Regions from separate parts of the Sus scrofa genome. Here region 1 is linked to region 2. Evidence: chromatin contacts called from public Hi-C data. All regions are on one chromosome and are shown on one strand. Each heading gives the region's core, a stretch centred on a gene start, on an enhancer-like site or on the middle of the called end of the contact. The rest is flanking DNA. Distances are from core to core; before and after follow the strand shown.

Region 1 (3,057 bases), core at 396-2,895, 980 kb before region 2:
TTTTTCTTACTCTCTCCATAGTTTTGCCCTTTCCAGAATGTCAGTTGAAATAATTCAGAATGTACCTTTTCTGATTAAGTCCTTTCTCTTAGTTGTATGCATTTAAGGGTCCTCCCTGTCTTTTCATGGCTCAATGACGGCTCACTTCTTTTTACCACTGAATATTACATTGTATGGATGTATCACAGTTTATCCATTTAGTAATAGATACACACCTTGGTTGCTTCTAAGTTTTAGCAATTATAATGAAGTTTCTATAAATATGTGTGCAGGTTTTTACATGGAAGTAAGGTTTCAACTATTTGGGGCGAATATCAAGGAGCAATTAATGGATCATATGGCAAGAATATGCTTGCTTCTAGAAGAAACCAGCAAACTGTCTTCCAAAGTGTCCATGCCATTGTGCAGTCCCTTTATCAACGAATGAGAGTTCCTATTGTTCCACAGCCTCATCTGCACTTGGTGCAGTGAGTGTTGTGAATTTTGGCTATTCTAAATGGTGTGCGATGTTATCTCATTTTACATTCCTTTTTGTGAAATGCAACATTTATCAGTGAGAAAATTACCCCGAAGAACAGGTAATATGTACTACTGGTGAAAACTATATACATTCGGCTTAAAATCTAAACAAATATTGTGCCGTTTGCTTGTCTTCCCCTTTCTTCGATGAATTAATGTCACTTCCACAAAGTCAGCTACATTTTGAATTCGAAAGAAATCAAGGTTGCATAACACAATTTTTTTAAAAAAGCCAAAACAGAGGAAATCACTAGGCATTATTAACATCCAAGATGTGCATATTCCCATGTTGCCTTCTTTTGACCTTTACGACTGATGCTGAATTCATTCCCATTGCGACAATGTATTGTGAGCCTACACACAGTTGTAGGATGCAAGAACATGTGTCAACTGTAATTTTTAAACTCCTGACATCCCAGTAGCGAAAGAGAAGCAGCGTAAAATAAACCACGTTTAAAAACAAGTAAACTGAGGTCAGAATCATAAAGAGTTGTAACAGGGTTCTGACCACTAAACCTTCCGAACTCTTTCAAAACAAAAATCTTTGCAGGGGTTCTCCGGAGGCTTAAAAACTCCCTAGGGGTGGGGCCGAGTATCGGTTTTGCCTGGAAAGCTCTCCAGGTAACTGAAGCGCAGCCAGAGCAAAAAAGCAGTGCTTTACAAGGCCTGCCGTGCGCTACAAAATAGCATCTTCCTAAGCTCAGAGAAGATACATTTCACCCAGAATTGCATCACATGACCAATAGGTAACACGTCTACGCGCCTACAGCAAGGCTGACCAAGTGAGAAAACCCAGACACACAATTCTTAGCTTCTATCTGCACTCAGACCCGGCTCGAAAGACGTTCCACACCGCGGCTCCCTCAGCCAAGAGCCCCAAGGTAATAAAGAAAATCAGCTGGCGGGACCCAACCGGCCCTGAGCTAGGACGACCACAGTTGCGCCCAAAAAGGCTCTCCTTCATAGTATTAGCAACGGCATGATCAGTACCGAGATTTCCTAAGAGAAGAGGAAAACAGCAGACCATAAACAAATCCCATTCAGACGGGGACTGAAGCTCCAATGACCAGGAATCTTTTTCGCGCTCCAACTTGGCCGGAAGTGACGTAAGCGTCAGGCGCGCAGAGCCGCCCCTAGAGAGAGGAGGCCGGGCGGGGGAGCGTGCGGGGGCTGGGGGAGTGGCGCGGCCGTAGCTCCGTTTCCGGTGGCTCGTAGCGCTCGCTCACTCCAGCTGCAGCCACTCTTGCCCGTGGCTGCTTCCTCCATCCTGGTATTTTTTGGAGCCTCCATCCTGGTTCTTCCAAAGTGCCCGGACCCAAAACAGGAAGTAAGTGCGATGGAACCTTCAGGTCCCAACCGCCGCTAGGGCCGCTCCGCCCAGTGGAGCCTGTCCGGCCCCCTTGCTTCCCGCCTGCTCCCGCCGGCCGGCGCCAGCTGCCGGCGTCGGGGCACCGCGGGCGGGGTCGGAGATGGGCCTTCGTGACGCTGAAGCTGCCGTCCCGCACGCTCAGGCCAGGGCCTCCCTCTCGGGGCCGGGCCTGCGGCGGTGGCGTGGGCTACAGAGCAGGGTAGCGAGCGGCCGCCGAGCCACAGCTAGCAATCGGCGGGGGCGGAAAATGGCGGCGGCTTCGGAGGAGCTAAATGGCGCCGGGACCCCTGGGGGTGGGGTGGGCCGAGAGCTTAGGCTAGAGACTCGGGCCTGGGATGGCGGAGATTAGGAAGCTCTCCTTGCTTTCTCGAAGGGTTCTTGTTTAATTTTAATATTTTCGTTAGCTTTTCGGTTTAATTATATCACCCAGTGAAGGAGAAGTGGGCTTGGATGGAATGGAGAGAGTTGGGGCGGGTCTCGCCCTACTCCACCCGGTTTTTTTCCCTTTTACCTTGTTTGCGTCTTCGACTCTACTCCCATTTTTTTGAGGTTCACTCTCGCTCACTTATTCGTGGCCCAGGCCGAGGGGATCGTTGTTGCCGGACAAACCTTCTCTGTCAGCCTGAGTCTCTTTTTGAAGGGAAAGACGGGCTGGAGTGCTGGGAGACAGACCTAACCCGGCAGAAACCAGGAAAATGCGATTGCAAACTAGGAATTGTATTTTGCCTAGTTCCAAAGAAAATTTTTTTTTGTTTTAATCTTCTTCATCCTTTAAAATAGAGTTTGAGAATCTTTTCAGGGAAACTACAACATAGATTTGAAAATAAAAGTGGCCAAGTGCCGTTCTCTGCAGTTGAATGATACAGCATGTGTTTTTGTAATAAAAACAGTTGGATGTAGATAAGGAGAGGTGATAAATCTCTGAAATATAGGTCAGGACTTTCTTTCCCTGATTGATCAATGTGTGGTTGCTTTTCTCGTAACTTGATTCATCTTCGTGTATCTTCTTTCCGACAGTAGGTGAGGCTTCTCTTTGGGCTATTTAACAAAATGCGTGTTCTGTAGGATTACTGTCTAATATTCAGTATGTTACGCTTAGAACAACACCATTTGGAACTATTTTATCTTTTACTGATTTTTGCCTTTATTTTGAATTCGTGAAAGACAAC
Region 2 (2,755 bases), core at 167-2,666:
AAAACTTCTTGTGAACATATAAATCTTGTGCTCTTTTTGTAGCCTACATTTTGAAAACAGATTTTATTTCCCAAAAAGAAATTCTAATGGAAATATGTTTGTTCAAACTATACCTCCTCCAAGATCTGATAACCTTTTACATATCACCCTATGACTGAGAATCAGTGATTGGTCTGTACCATGTCTCTCAAATCAATCTATATTCCCTTTCTGTGCCACCACCATCACTCCCTCCAGAACATCTCCCCTGAATTATAGACAAATATTACCAAGCGTCTAATAAAGACAGTTCCACACCTGTCTCCTCAAGCCCCTCAAACTAAAACCATCACTGCAAAACTCTAATTTCCCTTAGCAAACCTGGACCACCTCTCTGTGCTCTCCATTTTGACTAACGGTATTACAATTTACCCTTATCTTTGCTTTAAACTACCTATTTGTGAAACGGTGATATCGGCACTAACTTCCCCGAGCTACTGAGTTAAAAATCAATCATTAAACAATAAGTGACCACCGAGGCCAGGAGGTAAGAAAAGCAAAACAGCACAAGATTTAACCCTTTTTACTCTTTAAGAAGTTTAAGAGCAGAAACACCAAAATTCATTTTGTATGTGTAAGCGCTCTCCCACTTAGAAAATTAATTTACTTCTCAAAACATTCAAATTTATTCTTTACTACAAGTCCCGGATGAAAAAACTGAGTCTCAAAGGGATTAGGTAATTAAACCCAAGTTTTACAGGCTAATCGGTGGTTGGTCCAGACCCCAAATCGTAGACTTGAGATTTCGAATTCCCCTTTCGTTCTGTTATTGCTGAAATAAACTTCTACCCAATAAGACGAAAACAACAGAGTGCACAGCAGAGGTTAACTGAGCGGTGCACACAAGCATCAAAAGGCACAAAGCGCCCCGGACGCGCTCCAGGCCGGGGCCTTCAGGCCCAACCCTCGCTCCGACGCCCCCCCCAAACCCGCCGCCGCTCTCTGCCGGGAGAGTCCCTTTGCGGCCTGCCTCCAGCCAGCGGGGCGACCGCGGGAAAACTACGCTCTGCGACTCTGGGCGAGCCGAACAGAGTCTGTCGCTGCCAACCTGCCCGGCCTAAAGGTGAGTCCTGGCTCGGCCGCAGCCGCCGCGCTTCCAGCCCTCCGGACAGGTCGAGGAAAACTAGCGTACCTGAGGGAGGAGGCGGCTGCAGTGCAGGCGGTCCCAGCAACCTCAAAAGGCGGGAATGACGCTGAGGGCAGGGTGGGCCGGCCTTTGGTGCTAACTGCATTCACTACGTTTGGTCAACTCCGAGCCACAGGGACTGTACAAAAAAGCATAGGGACAAGAAGCAGCAGGAACCAACCGCGAAGATGAGGCTGAGAAAGCATCGCAGTGGGGGAGGGGAGCGGGTGGAGACGCGGCCCGTGGGGGCGGGGCGCACGGCGGGAGGAGGCGGGGCGTGAGGGGTGGGGCGCGCAGCGCGAAGAGGCGGGCACGCAGGGGTCCAGCGCGACGCGAGGGGGCGGGCACGTGGGGGCGAGCGCGAGGCGGGGCGAGGCGTGCCGCGTGAGAGGGGGCGGGGCGCGCGTATCGGCGCCGCGTCGCGTGACGCGTTTTCAAATCTTCAACCGCCGCAGCCCACTCGTTGTGCTTCACCTTTTCCTGCTCCGCGCCCTGGGGTTAAGTTCGGCCCCGGAAACCCGGCGGATAGACGCGGCCTCTCTCCTTCGTGGGTGTGGTGGCCCGCGGAAGAGGAGAAGCGAGCGGCCGGTCAACGGGCCTCGAGGAGCTGTGTTTCCGCGGCCACCCGGCGCGACACCCTCCCCGGACCCAGCATGTAGGTACCGGCGAGTTGCCATGAACTCCGGAGCCATGAGGATCCACAGCAGAGGACATTTCCAGGGTATGAAGCCCCTCCTCCGCCCGCAGTCCCTTTAATCCTTTCCTCCCCTCCTGGTTCCATTATTAATTCTTGAGATTTCTCGCGCTGAGTCTGCTGCTTTCCTATTCTGACATGTTCCTTCTGCTCTGAGGCCTGAAGGAAGGCTCGGTTTAAGGTTTTGCCTCAGAAAGTGAGTGGATCCCGGCCCTGCTCTCGCGCCCTCAGCGTTCCAGCTTCAACCGCAGATTCCCAGTGGTGCCTTCGGTTGTGAAATCTGAAGACAATGTGCGAACCCGGGAACTCTCCGGGGCTCCCACAGACGCTGCGACCGTTTGAGGCTGTAGCTAGAGTCTCTTTAAAAGCAGATGTGCTGAGGGCTTTTCGCTTCAGGATTAAATTGGGTGATTGTGGGTGTAGATTTTTGGTTTTACTCATAAAGTGGAGGGAAAGTATTTGTATTTCAAACACACCATTGTTGTTTTCAAAATAGAAACAAAGGTAAATTTTCATTTTTCGATCACTTTTATTTGGTAAAGGATTCCAGCCTTTAAGTTTTCCTTTTAGATGTATAGTGTATATGTATATTTACTGTGGTCTTCTACTTATGAGCAGATTGAGTCCTTAATTTTTTAAACAGTTGTTTGGATCTCAAATTTGTTTTCAAAAGAATGAAATGAATGGTGATTTAGTTCTTCAAATGGACCATTTAGTTCTTAATATGTACAGTAACTCTGACTGAAACTAAACCTTGAGCAGATAGAAACTAGAGGATTGGGTCATTCTGGGTAACAGGTTTCTTGCATTATTTGATGTTCAACATGTTAAGTACCAGTTTTGAGTGTTCAACAGAATGGCAGAAGCTCCTTGAGTATTTGGTAAGTACTCCACGG

The links. A called contact is a pair of places that touch in the nucleus more often than the background predicts.
Region 1: a contact with region 2 is called in a Hi-C map of embryonic fibroblasts, with 2.5 times the contacts expected there. The contact joins the promoter of DMTF1 here to the promoter of SLC25A40 in region 2. A contact is called at or near these places in 1 of 47 Hi-C or Micro-C datasets (embryonic fibroblasts) and 1 of 2 datasets of contacts at active chromatin or transcription factors (alveolar macrophages).

Annotation. Positions count from the first base shown.
Region 1 is chr9:93,461,717-93,464,773 of Sscrofa11.1, reverse strand. It overlaps DMTF1 (cyclin-D-binding Myb-like transcription factor 1), which reads left to right and starts at 1,645. Exons shown (of 17, transcript XM_021063471.1): 1 at 1,645-1,846. It overlaps LOC102166910 (a long non-coding RNA gene), which reads right to left and starts at 1,626. Exons shown (of 3, transcript XR_001304172.2): 1 at 1,510-1,626.
Region 2 is chr9:92,480,186-92,482,940 of Sscrofa11.1, reverse strand. SLC25A40 (solute carrier family 25 member 40) reads right to left here and starts at 1,416. Exons shown (of 12, transcript XM_021102524.1): 1 at 1,172-1,416. DBF4 (DBF4 zinc finger) reads left to right here and starts at 1,626. Exons shown (of 12, transcript NM_001137637.1): 1 at 1,626-1,886. The coding sequence starts at 1,841.